Regions from separate parts of the Drosophila melanogaster genome. Here region 2 is linked to region 1. A link is a contact called in public Hi-C data. All regions are on one chromosome and are shown on one strand. The core of a region is the stretch at or near the end of the contact, and the rest is flanking DNA. Distances in the headings are between cores, read along the strand shown. Region 1 holds the start of Ir94d (Ionotropic receptor 94d). Region 2 holds the start of CG4374.

The links. A called contact is a pair of places that touch in the nucleus more often than the background predicts.
Region 2: a Hi-C map of the OSC cell line shows a contact between it and region 1, with 1.9 times the contacts expected there. The contact joins the promoter of CG4374 here to the promoter of Ir94d in region 1. A contact is called at or near these places in 37 of 107 Hi-C or Micro-C datasets (the Clone 8 cell line, the Kc167 cell line, the OSC cell line and 17 more).

The regions. Positions count from the first base shown.
Region 1 is chr3R:23,400,412-23,407,268 of dm6, reverse strand. Ir94d (Ionotropic receptor 94d) reads right to left here and starts at 4,461. Exons shown (of 2, transcript NM_001144627.1): 1 at 4,033-4,461; 2 at 2,130-3,482. The coding sequence starts at 4,461. The coding sequence ends at 2,130. It overlaps CG17380, which reads left to right and starts at 3,541. Exons shown (of 2, transcript NM_142888.4): 1 at 3,541-3,652; 2 at 3,706-4,661. The coding sequence starts at 3,586. The coding sequence ends at 3,998. It overlaps Ir94e (Ionotropic receptor 94e), which reads right to left and starts at 1,760. Exons shown (of 2, transcript NM_001104415.2): 1 at 1,287-1,760; 2 at 1-1,228. The coding sequence starts at 1,760.
Region 2 is chr3R:23,470,045-23,476,760 of dm6, reverse strand. It overlaps CG4374, which reads left to right and starts at 4,483. Exons shown (of 4, transcript NM_142889.3): 1 at 4,483-5,786.

The sequences.
Region 1 (6,857 bases), core at 3,212-5,711:
GATCCTGAATCTGCATGGCCCTGAATTCACGATGAGGACTCAAGTCCACAAAATGCATTTCACCCGCATCAATCAGTTCCGAAAAACCGGTGGTTATCCAATGATAGTAAAGTCCTGTTTCGGCCAATTCCATGATCAACTTTTGCACTGGTTCCATAAAAACGGAGTTCTCATGCAAGGGAAATCCGAAGGGTATATTGTTGAAGAAGCAAAAATCGTCGCGTTTTTGAAAAAGTGGTCGGGAGAAGACCTTTTGCTGTTCGTTGATCAAAACCCACCTATTAGTGGTTATCATGTAACCATATCTCGTGTCCAACGTATCACGAAGTGCCAAATATCGATTGAAGTCGGGTTCCACCAGGAACATGGTCTCGTACTTCCGAAACTCAAGGAGACGGCCAACCAGCTCTGCATACTCAGGCTTCCACGCCACCACTTTAAGTTTAGAGGCCAAAATATCATCATACGTTCGAAAAGGCGGCTGCTTTGGTGCACTGGTCACATAGCTGGAGAAATAGGAGTTGTACCAGGCGGTGATCAGGATGCCCAGCACACAAATCTCCAGATAAATACCCCGTACAAGAGTGGGCGCTCGGAAAACTTCCACAAATGATTGGCCCAGTACTCCCCTCAAGCAGCTGTCGTGGAGCAGGAACTCACTGATGTTAGTTGCATAGCCATGGAGGCTCAAAGCGCTGGCCAGGAGACAGGATATCAGTACCAGGGTACCCAGAGTTAGCAGGAAAGCAGCCAGCTCAAAGACCCTAGTGTAATACTCAAATGGTGGCACATCGGCCTCCACCGGCAGCATGACGCACCAATTCATCTGCTCGTACGGATAGCTAAATCCAAATGGAGGAATTGTCGGAAAAGTCAGGGATATGGATATCTCTACGGTCTCATTTCGCACTGCACCGACTGTTTGCATCGATGGAGCAAAGTCCAAAGGATTTTTCGCCTGCAGTGGCTGAACAAACTTTACATTGTACTTTTGCTGAAAGGCCGTCATAAAATGACCCACGGTTCCATCATAGACCACATTACCCTTCTTGTTGCGATAGGCAATCATACGCGGTGCGGTACCTCCAAGAATCACGGGCATCTCGTAGCCATGCAAATTCCTAAGCCGATCGGGAAAGATAGGTAGAGTTTGCAAACTAGTCTCATAGATGCGCTCTTCTATTTGTAGTATGGGAAAATTTGAGTAGCTGTAGAAAGTCGAGGTAGTCTGTTATCCAAAAATATAGAATATTTTAATCATGTTTTCGAAAATTCTCCACACCCACCTCAAAGTCCTGGAAAATAACAATCACATTCAATAGTTTTTTACGCCAGCAATTCCTAAACAGTTCGTATAGAAAATCAGTTGATGCCTTCGATTGGACTAGAAAAATCACTCTAGACGTGGTCATGTGCCTAAGATTCGCGACCAGAGCTGTGAGCAGACCTCTGTGCTCGTCCAGATTTGCATCACTCATAAAACCTAGGGTAACCAGACGTCTACTGATGCTGTTGTGCAAAAAGTAGCTCACATTTTCATTGAATTGAAGGACAGGCACTTGTACTTCATCCATAACGTCCTTCGTCAACGAAGTGCCGTTCCAAACTTGATCCGACAGACTAAAGTTCCTATTCTTCATGAGCAGCACGTACTCAAAGTCCAATTCCAGTTTCAACGTACCCAGTAATTCAATTACCGTTGCGCCACTGACCAGGCTAATCAGGCAAAGGCCGCTCAGGATCCACTTTGGGCAATCCATCACGACGGTCGAGGGACAACTGCATGACACTGATTGATGCCGCTGCACATTTAAAGGGTTGCTAATGAATCCGCCGACGACGTGGCTAATGGTTAATTCCAATTAGCAGAACACGTTAACAAGTCGCGGGCGAAAAAAAGAAAACCAGAAAACATTTCCCAGGGGATTACACAAAAACAGCAGAAATCACCTCAATCAGACAAGTTTGGTTGGAAAATTAACACTACACTCAGAGTATGTTTAATCATTTAAACAATAACAAGTTGCTGGGCTTGTATATGTATACTAAAGAAAATTCTATAACAACCTAATGATATTGATTTTATTTTATTAAGATTTTATTTTAATAAGCTAAGTTATTTCTTTAATTTAAATATTTTTGTTTCTACAAAACATATATTTCATGTTCTGCCACATCTTATGTCGCCAAAAACAAATTAACTCAAGGAGAAAGACTATTGTGGCCAAGCCCAGCATCCATCCCACAAAGCGCCAAATCTGTATCAAGTCCCCGACTTTCATGGCCCGAAATTCCTTTGGATGTCCTCGATCCTCGAGTCCCAATTGTCCTGCCTTGATCATTTCCGTAAAGCTCATGTCTCTCCAGCGACTCAGAAGTCCCGTGGCAGTCACATCCAAAATGAGACGATCAAATGGTTCCTTAAATATCGAATTTTTTACCATGGGAAACACTATGGGAACGGTGTGAAAGACGCAGAGGTCATCCTGCAGGCTGAATAATGGCGAGCTGAATACTCTCTGTTGCTCCTTCATCAGTGACCACTTTTCCATTGGCATCATATAGCCGTATCTGGTGTCGAAAGAGTCACGCAAATGCAAAAACTCTTTGTAGTCCTCTTGCAGCTGAAAGATCGACGAGTATTTCTCCATGTTTTCCGAAAAGAACAGAAGCATTTCGTATTCCGGCTTCCAAATCACTATCTTGATATTAGAATGCCTAATGCTCTCATAGCTGGTGAGTTGTGGAAATCTGGGGGCACTGGTCACAAAAGTGGAGAAGTACGAGTTATACCATGAGGTGATCAGCAGTCCCAGCAAACAGATCACCAGATACATGGCCTTTATCAAGGCTGGAGCTCGAAGGACCTCGTAGAAGGATTGAGACAGGACTCCTCTCAGACAGCTGTCATGAAGAAAGTACTCACTAAAGCTGACTCTATATCCGTGAAGACGCAGAGCCATAGATAAAGTCAATGAAATCAACACCATGGCAACAATAGTGATCCCAAATGCCATGGGACTGAATACCATGCTGTAGAGCTGACTGTGAGGTACCTCCTCTGGCACTGGCATCATCAGGCACCAGCTCATTAGTTCGATGGGATACGAATATCCTGTATATGGAACTTGGGGATAAATCGCACCCAGAGCAATTTGGACACTACCATTTTGCACGGAAGCAATTAAATCACGAGCCGGAGAAATGGCAGACTCATCAAAAGGATATGGTTGAACCAATCTGCAATTATAACGCTGTTCAAAGCTCTTCATGAAATTACCAACAGGTCCTGAGAAAATCAGTTTTCCCTCCAAGTCACGATAGACAATCAGTCGGGGTGAAGATCCACCCAAGGCAATCGGTACCTCATAGCCATGAAGATTTTCCAATCGTTTTTCGAATATTACGGTGCTGTTGTCCAAACGCCTCTCGATAAACTGCAAGACGGGGAAAGGGTTGTAGCTGTAGACAATCAAAGACTCCTGAAAATATAGGACAAATCCCACAGGGCGTATGATTAATATTTCATAATGACATTTGTATGTTTCAACACATCAAAAACAAACAATAAATTATTTCACAGACATGAATTCGCTTCACTACTTTTTGATTTTCTTAATAGTCCCCGGGACTTCTACGGCACTCAGACATGGTAAGTTATTTTTATAGCTCAAGGAGTCCTACGTAGTAAATCTTTATTTTAAGAGAGATGCTCTTTCATCGCAAATCCTGGCCCTTGCAAGGGAAATTTTGAAATGTTTGCCTATGACATGGATAACAATGTATGCGTAGAATTTATCTACGGTGGTTGTGGCGGAAACCCGAATCGTTTTCAAACTAAAAAGGAATGCATACTTCTATGTAATGCTTTAGCTGATGAAGACGAATACCTTATTGTTTATACTGACAAAAATGAACAACAAATAACAGATGGCACGATGTCAGAAGAAGGTTCGGTAATGACCACGAAAAGAGAAAACACTACACTCTCATATTAAGAGGTTATTAATTAAGTAATGATTTACAACTTACCATAAAATCTTGAGCAATGGCCACGACCTTAAGTAGCTGATGGTGCCAACACCATTCCAACAACGAATTTACTCGAATTGTCGATTTCCTTATAACCAACAGCACTGGTTGTGTGTTTAGCATACGTAGATTGCGGTATAAAATTTCCAGTATGTCTTCCGGTGAATCGTTAACAAAAGCTATTGTAAGGACATTATGTGACGGATTTTCAAGCAAGCTATAGGTTTCCCTAGAGTGCTCTTTAATTTGAAGTACGGAAACAGGAAGTTGCCACAAAATATCTAACCAAGTCGTATCGAAGTTGCCCAAAAGCAGAACATATTCAATTTTAAGTTCACGATTCAAATGATGAATTAAACTATGATAGAAGCTATCCCCGCCAGGACTAAGGAGAACCAAGGCGACTAACAGTAGGTGCAACTGACCCATTTTGAATGTGGGAATAGTTGGTCCACTTCCAACTTATATATTGTGCTTTCAACTGCCATTAACTGCACCCACGGGAGAAGAGGTGTCACGACCATCTTTTGATTTATTTAACGTCGCCTGAGAGTTTTTTGTCATCACATTACAGTGCCATTAAGTTGACATCTATATTATAGTAATAAAATAATATACATATGTGGCTTAATTTATACATCCTTATTAACTGAACTGGGGTAAGTACTTTCAATTTACAAGTCTCGTTGATCGCCTAAAGCTTTTTGGCACGTAATATTGGTTATGCCATGAAAATGTTACAATCAGTCTTGTGGTCATTTTGAAAGGCTACTAAACCGACTAACGATCCCACTAGTAGCGCCATTTCCTCCTGTGATGAAGACGTTTTCTCACCGTTTTCAATAAATACGAAAACTAAAACCGCCCACATAGTCATTTGGTTTTTTAAAGAAGACTCAATTGGGTGTTAAGTTCCTTTCAGCTCATAGTTGTGTTCATTTATTAGTCATTCGATATCTGCTATTAAGTATAGTTATTTCATTGGCGTGTGATGAGTACTAGGAAAACAGTTGGTAGCCACTAGATTAAGCTTTAAACTATAAAATAAGGATTTATGTATAAATTATATTTATGGATATAAGTTGGGAAGGGGATGATTGTTTTGAGGCAATAGTAAAATGCATATATTTTAAGAGTATAATATCTTCGGAGTCTTAACTTAAGCCCTATTAATTTTTTAATCATTGAAGTTTTACAAATCCATAAAGAATTAATTCCATTGAATAGCAAACAATAGCGAGGCTAAATCGAGGCACAAATCTCATTCATATGCGATCCCCCTGACAGATGATCGCTCTTAATGATGCTGCCAACAACAGCATCCACTCGGCTCATTATATTTTTCAAGCAGTTATATGTTTTGGTGCACTTCACTGGATTTGGCTGATGCGTCAGCACTTGACCCGCACTCAGCCCCATCTGGTTGAATTCCCTCCGGATCGTCCTCATTCTCCTCATCCTCCATCTGCTCCACCTCGCAGCTCCAATACTCCGATTCCCAGTCGTAGACTCTGTCCCCTGCTGTTGTCCGCCAAATGGAGTTGACGTTGACGTAATGCCCCGCCACTTGAGTAAGTCTCACTCACTCGGCCTTTTTTTGGCTTTTGTCATTTCTGGTTGCTGCTTCTGCTTTTTTGGTATTTTTTTTTTTTTTTTGTTTTGTTTTGATGAAGTGCATCATCGTCTGGGGCTGGTCAATTAGCTGCACATTCCGCGTATCTCGCACAAAAAGAGTGGCAGCGTGGAAAGCTCAACATGGCAGGGTTGGTTTCTCATTTTTTTTTTTTTTTTTTGTCATCAGTGCTTATGTTAAGTTTTTTTATTTTTGTTTTTTGGAGGTCACGTAGAGTCTTTAATTGGCTGGCATGGGTTGCGTATGCGATGTCAATTTAGCGAGCAGAGTCAGAGCCCCAAAGTTCATAAGTGCCCAAGCGCATTCTTATAAAGTAATCTTTTGCAATGCAGAAACTTCACTTAACCCACTTGCAAAACATGCCGACTACTTGTAAGTGTGTGTATTTACTACAAGAAGGAAGTTTTATTGTCATTTTTGTATTATTCTGTATATAATAACTACTAGTGCAGAGAAACTTAAAGTTTCTTGCTATCGTTATTATTTTAACAACTTCAGTTGAATACATCATAGAGCCAAGGGAAAAGTTTTTTTTTATGATTAGTTGGCATCGTAAAAGCGATAACTCATTTGCATTGTGAGTCGACCTACTCTGCGGCACAGATCGCCCGGAGTGTCCTTACTCCTGACACCGGCAACCTGGTAATTGTTTCTGAGCCCCAAAAAAAACTGAAAACTTCCTAGTGCGCTCTGGCCGAGATCACGGCCCCGTTCCATTCGGATTGAGGCAGAGACACTGCCCCAGGAAAGTAACTCATATTCGGTTATGTGCTGCAGAAATTCACAACTGGAACCGTAATGCAAGTGATCGTACATCCGACTCTTTGGGGCCTTTTGTTGTCCAGTTGTTCAGTTGTACAGTTATTGTTGCTGGCCACGAGACATGCACGAGCCAACTGTAACTGTAGCTCACCCGGAAAATCCCCCAACTCCCTCATAAGCAAAACAGCCAAAAACAAAGACAGACTCAACCAAAACGGTAGCCTTTTTGGGGGACGGGTCCCGATATAACCAACAGTACAGCAGAGATTCAGACCAGGCCTGCGATGGTCTGGTCTGGTCTGGGACTCATTGAAAAGCGAAAGATGGCCAAATGGAAATGGTGAAAATGGCAAAAGGCCAAAAGCGGACTGACAAAATATTTTCGCATATGATAAATGGCACAGTTTAAAGTAAGTCGAGCACTTGCAAT
Region 2 (6,716 bases), core at 3,234-5,733, 69 kb before region 1:
CTGCCACATTTTAGTAGCTTCCCCACTGAGCAGCCGGGCCAAAACCACTGTCAGTCAGTCAGTCAGTTAGGCAGTCAACCAGGGTGCTGCAGTTGCAGTTGCAGTTGCCGCAGTTGCAGTTGCAGCAGTTGTTGTGTGGCCAACGTTGATTGCATTCTTGGGGCTGCCGCTGCCGCAAAACAAATAAGTGCATTTAGTGTTTAACAAATGTTCGCTTTTGCGCTGATGGCGATGTTGATAAGAGCGGGCAGAATGGATTAACAGCAATAAGCCTGGTCCGATGACAACCGCGATCCGGCGACGACAATTGATAAGGCCCCCGCACGAATTATGATGATGATGAGAGTTTGTTTGCCACGACTAACACAATGTTGATTTTATGGGGTTCCACAAGTTGTATGCACTGCGAAAATTGTTTTCCAAATGCTTAACTAATCTATAAGATTTACTGTACAATCTATATGCTTTTAAAAGCAGCTAAATTAGGTTACGAACAAAGTAAATTGATTGTTCCTAGGGTGTAGTAGAAAATCCCAACAAATTTTATATTGCTATTCCCAATTTCTTGTTGTGTTTGAGGATTTAATTGTGTGTCAGAGCAGGCCGCCAAATGGCAGGGAAATGAATTGCAATCTCGTCCGGGGCCATAGAAATTAAAGCGCATTGAAACGGCGGCCGTAAAGACCGGCTGAAGGCATTTGAGCCAAAACGCCCACGCCAGGCAGGCGAAATTTCACCGCCACCAAGGCAAACACACTCGAAAACCTGCAGCCAAGTGGATGTGGATGTGGAGCAAGATCCGCTTGGACATGGACATGGACTTGGAGGTGGTAGTAATGGTAGTAATGGTAACCGAAGCCGCTGCAGGCAGACAAACGAGCGACAGCGGCGGGTGTCGCTGTGGCGGTCTGCATTTAAATTAAATTAGAGCTGCCAGCTTTCTAACTGTAACAATGAGTGATGCACGCACTAAAAGCTGACGACCAGCTCATCAAACGGCGCTGTTCGGCCGTAAATCAGCCAAAAGAGAGATGTCTTGGCCATCAACGACGATTGCAATTAGCCAGGAACCTGCCGGTCCCACTCGGCCCCATCGATACCAATTGAAATTGGCCGCAGAACCCGATTCTGGCCATGACCGAAGTGCACAGACTAAAGAAGTGAGGCCAAACGGAACGCCCCCGCCAAAACGATCGCCGTTTTATGGCCCGTCCAGGTGTCAAGTAATTCGTCATGGCTTGTGGCAGGTCGCCGCCGCTCCGTCCAGTTCAGCGTTTAGTCTGGTCCATTCCATTCCGGTCCGGTCTACAGATCCGTTTGCATGCAAATTAGAACAAGCTGGAAAAACACACGACCGAGATGCTGACGCTGACAAACGGATTTGGCATGCACCTGCAACGCTCCGGTTGGGGATTTCGATGGGTATTTGTATTTGGAGCTGACCCCTGAGCCCCTAGTCGGCTCAGCCGGCTTTCACATCGCCAGCACTTTCAAGTTCACAGACAAATGGCTAAGCATTCGATTCGATTTACTTTTAATTTATAATTTGGCAAACCTTTTGAACCGCTCTTCGGCTTCCAAATGGAAGCAGTAAGGAGCAGGAGCACCGGCACTCGATGTTAAAGAAATGAAATTGTCGATGGCCGTCGCCCTGGCAATTTGTGGATTGCAATTTCATTTTATACTCGGTTCCGCATCATTGCCATGCACCGGTAGAAGCCCACAATGGCTTCCCATTCATTCCAAATGCACTCAAACACTTGTAAAAAATTTTGAATATTGCACTAACGAAATTGCGATGTCGCACAAGAAACTCCCAGATAGGATAATATGATAAATACTTAAAGGAACAATTGTAAAATATTTTTGAATAATTTCAAAGTTTATCAAATATATATTTACTAGCTTATCTAAAAGCTTAATTTATACTAACCAATTGAGTTTATTTAGAATACAATTTTCATTAAAGCCTAAAACTCTAACGTTGAATTTCACTCAGTGCAACTATAACAGTGAGCAATAAAAGTAAAATAGTGCAAATAAAATCAGGTCAAATGGCGCTCACTGGGCTCCATTTTGGGGCCAGGCAACCGCACGTACATGAGGACCATTTGCTGGCCAGTTGGGAGCAGAGCCACTAATCCCAGCTTCCCATGGATGGACACTCCTTTCCCAAGGCATGACCCTGGCAGCATTTAAATCGCAGCTTAATTGACTTTTGTGCCAAAGACACAGCTGCGTATCCCCACAGGCGAGCCAAATGCGAAAATGCGGGACGGGTAGATGGATACAGTGAATATCGTGGATATAGTGGAGGCACCGCTGAGTCAAGTGTGTCGTTGTCAAGGCGACGTGGACAAGACATCAATCATCACTAAATTAAAAATGGGAAACGTTTAAGATGCCATCCATGGGCCATAGAGGCGGTGAGAGCGAATGGGAGGTGAATGTGGGGATCGAATCCGAATTCGATCCTATCCTATCCGATCCGATCCGAGGCTCATAAATAATGCAATAGCCCAGCAGTAGAGGCAACAGCACCAGCAACATCTACAGCAAATGTCACATTAAACAGGCAATATTAAAGCTGAAAAGCAGATGACACCGAAATCATGTTAGGCGGCACTTGAATGAGTATCAAACGGCAGCTGCCATAAACACACAAACACACTGTCGCGAATGGCGATTCTGTGCCAGGAGCACCACTTGGCCAAGTCTGAATGCCCAAGATCCAGCCATAATATCCGAGATCCCAGCGCCGACTCCTGGAGACAGTCGTTTTACACTTGTCGCCGGCAGTTACCAAAGTTGGCAATTGCCGCGCCACTTTTATGTGGCCTCCGCCTCTGGGACCTGCGGACGGATCAAATACTCAGCTAGGTGCAAACGCCGCACGTCAATTGCTGCATTAGGCCGCAATTCCGATTCCGACTGCGATAGCAGTACCGCTACACTCAAAAAATTCCAAATTCCAAATTCCAAATGAAAAAATGCATTAATATATTGAGTCAATATTTTGAGCTGAAATTTGTAATGACTTTTACAAGCAATACTTTAACTTTGGGAACAAGGATTAAGTTAAGCTGGTGTTTCGGAATACTTAATTAAACATTTGGTATTTCCTCTCAGATGCAACCTAGAGTAATTATTTTTTCTAAGTGCACTATCACCCATCCCAATCGCAGCTCCAATTCCGAATCCGCGCAAACAAGTTGTCATTGTCGCGTTATTTATGACAATGTTCGGGATGTTTCTGTTACCCTTTTGCAGCTCGCGACTCCTGCAACACTTGTTTATGTTAATGCCGTTCGGTGGTCCATTGGGGTCTCACCTCTCCAACTGACTCCCCCTGCACACCCTATTTCCCCCCTTTTTTGGTACCCCCCGCTCTAGTGACAGCGGCTGGCCATTCAAGTGTCCGTCAATTGGCTTCGTTAATAGAGTTCGAGGCGGCAAGTTCGTGCTGCCGGGAAGCTGACCAAAAGTGGCGGGCGTGTGACAATTAAATTGTCAAAGTCGCAACCTTTGGACGTGTGGCAAGTGTCGCCTGTCCGCTGAAACAGCTCATCCTGCCCCTCTCTCTTTTTTCGTATAGTTTTTGAGCTCCTTTCAATTATGATTTGTATCTGAAGTTTGAAAATGAAAATATATTCTCACAAGCACTTTTCGCTTCCTTTTTGCCGCGATAAATGAGCCTCGATAGCCGTAATATCCAGGCGTGGCCGACCAGGAAATGTGTGTGCTCTTTTCTGTTGCGGCTTAATGAAATTCATATAATTTTATTCAATTTCTTATCAGTCCGTTTTCGCCCTAAGCAGTGGCTTGAAAGAGCATACAAGCTCTCTTAACTTCACTTCTCTTTGATCGTTAAGACGCGGCTGACTTCGCAGCCGACGTCGTTCCAGACGCCTGACTTGAAACCCCCTTTTTTATTGGTCAAAAGCAGATCGGCAACTGATATTGCAGCCAACTGGAAATTAACCGCTAAGCCAGTCGCTCTCCACTGGAAGGCCCCACCACAGAGAATGGGCTAAGAGAGCGAGATTCGCGATAAACACGAAGCAACGAACGACGCTGGCAGCGATCGGTGCACAACAGGTTTTCATGGCTTAGCGCTTTTAGCGGCTTTTTTTTCCAGCCAGAGAGTTCGGGCCGTGTTGCTGTTGTTGTTGTGGCTGAGGTTGTGGTTGTTGGGGTGCTGGACTGTATTACTCGGTCAGTCGGTCTTCGAGAGGTTGTTGCCTGTTTTTGCCGAGAGATCTTAACGTTTTGCAACGCTGCTGTTGCTGTTGCTGCTGCTGCTTCTCCTGCCGATGTTGCTGCTGCACCGGCATTGCAACGTGTTGCTGTCGCTGCTGCGTCGCTGCTGCCATTGCTGCTACTGCAGTCGGGCTGTGAGCCGATTGCAATTTTTATCCTCTTGCAGTTTCTGTGCGACTTTCTTGCGGGACTGTTTAAGCTGTTTGCGACTGCGCGCTAAAATACGTTCGCAATTTTAGCTGAGTTTGTATTGAGTTTTCTCGTTTCGCTGGCGAATCGCGTGCGCGTTTTTTGTTGTCGCGTGCGCGCGTTTCCAGGGCGTTTTGCGTGCGATTTTCGTCGCTATTGTGGACCTGGCCAATGAACTGCGCGTATATCGAAATGGAAATGCTTTTTTCGTTTGGGGGCCGAATGAAAATGAAAATCCCGCCTGCAGCTGGCACTCAAACTTAATTTGTTACTGTGTGGCTACCTACTGAAAATAGTGCTCGTAAAAAGTCTGGCCAACAGTAAAAAGCTATTCAGTGCGGCCATAAAACCAAATCAAAACATATATGCCAGTTTGTAGCCCCATATGCCCTATGCCAAGACAAGACTAGCATACATATAAAGTAATATTAACAAAAGACAAAACTCGTTTCGATCGCCGACAAAAAACAAAAATACACGAGAGTATAAATAAATAAAAAGGCAAATTAAATTAAATTTATTTTTAATTACTCGCTGGCCAAAAGATCACATAAAGAGCGTGCAATAAAATATTTGTATCAGTAAATTAATTATATTGTATATAGAAAAACATGTTGCAATAAAGCGGTCTTTTAATGGCACACAAATAAAGAAACAGAGGCTCTAACTAAGTCTCCGATTCAGCTTCACTTCAATCTTCTCGCCGGGCGAAAAAACGAAAGACTTAGGCAACGAACGCGCTGCCATTTTGTGGTGTCATTTGTTTGCAGCAGATAACGGCGCTTCGGGCGCCTCCGAATTGCCAAGTGATAGCAGCCGTAACAAACTAATTGACAACTCAAATCCTGCCGGACCGCACAAAAAAAAAAAACAAAACTAAAATACAACACAAAATAAAAAAAAAGTTTAAAAGAAACAATTGTTAAACAACGTTTCGCCTGCCACTCGGACTGTCGGTTTGTCGGCTTGTGGACCTGGTCGGCAGCACCACTTCAATCAAATCGCTTCGCTGCCCCAAACGACGACAATTGCCAAGTGTGCCGCTTAATGTCTTCAAATGCATTTCACCAACACAGCCTGGCTGCTGCTGCTGCACAACAACGAAAAAAGAAGCTGAAATAAATTTGCATAAATATTTCACTTGCCAGTTTTTGCTGCCAACCACATCCGCGTTTTATAGATTGAGCCTGGCTAAGATATCCGAGTGTGTGAGTGTGGTATCGCGTGTGTTTTTGTGGCCTTACTACTGCGAGCCGCGATCACAAGGAGATTCTGGGGGAGATTCCGATTCCAATTCGGAGCAAAGAGCCGTCAAAATCGTATTTGCCCTGCCGCAGGTGAGTTGTGTTGAACCGGAGCTTAAGTCGAACCGTTTGCTTCGGTTTTACGCGTTTGTAATTGCATTTTATGTGCAACTGCCGCCCATCGAGTGCTGAGCTTTTGCCTTTTGGCCAATGGAGATTTATCAATTAGCAGAGACAGCGATTTCAAATACAATTAACTGACAAGTCAACTGCCGCTTTTGTTGTTTGACCATAAAACCGTTAGTTAAAGCATTTTTAACTACAATTAATTGCTATCTTTTTCGAGCAGTGAGAAACTGTGCGAGTGAAAACTCCAGCATGGCTCTAAAAATAATTTATATCCAGTCTGGCTTATGCTAAACCCAGAGTGCAGCAACAACAGCAATAGCAATAATCAGAGTGAGCCATAATTACAAGTTCAGTTGAGCAATTTAAATAAAAACACTTCAACACTTTAACAATTGACGCGTCCATATGGTCGATGGTGCTGGTGGGATTGTTAAGAGTCTTGTGATGCAATTTATTGGAAAAGCGATTTATTTTTTCTTCCTCCTGTACAATTAAGAGGAAATACAGCTGTGAGCAAACGGAGTTTTTTTTGCTTGTTTCATTTTATATTGATAATTACAATTGCATGAGGCATTAGTGCTTCGCTTTTGGAGAGGAACTGGGTATGTTGGTCATTGCTGATGTTTGGCAAATAATGGGGCTTTTAATGATTAATCAAACACAGGTATATGTCTCGCTTTGACTAAACGATGCTTAATGTTAGTAATTACAGATTTTTATTTGTGGTTTGACGGGGGCATAGAAAATGATCTTTAAATTCTGAATTACGCTTGCTGAGTAAAAAATTATGAAGTCTACTAGTTTATTTTCACATCAGTGTATATTCAATTTTATTTATCTGAATGGTATAGCTTAAACAATTTTTAATCTATAAATCAATATTTTTAAACTTAA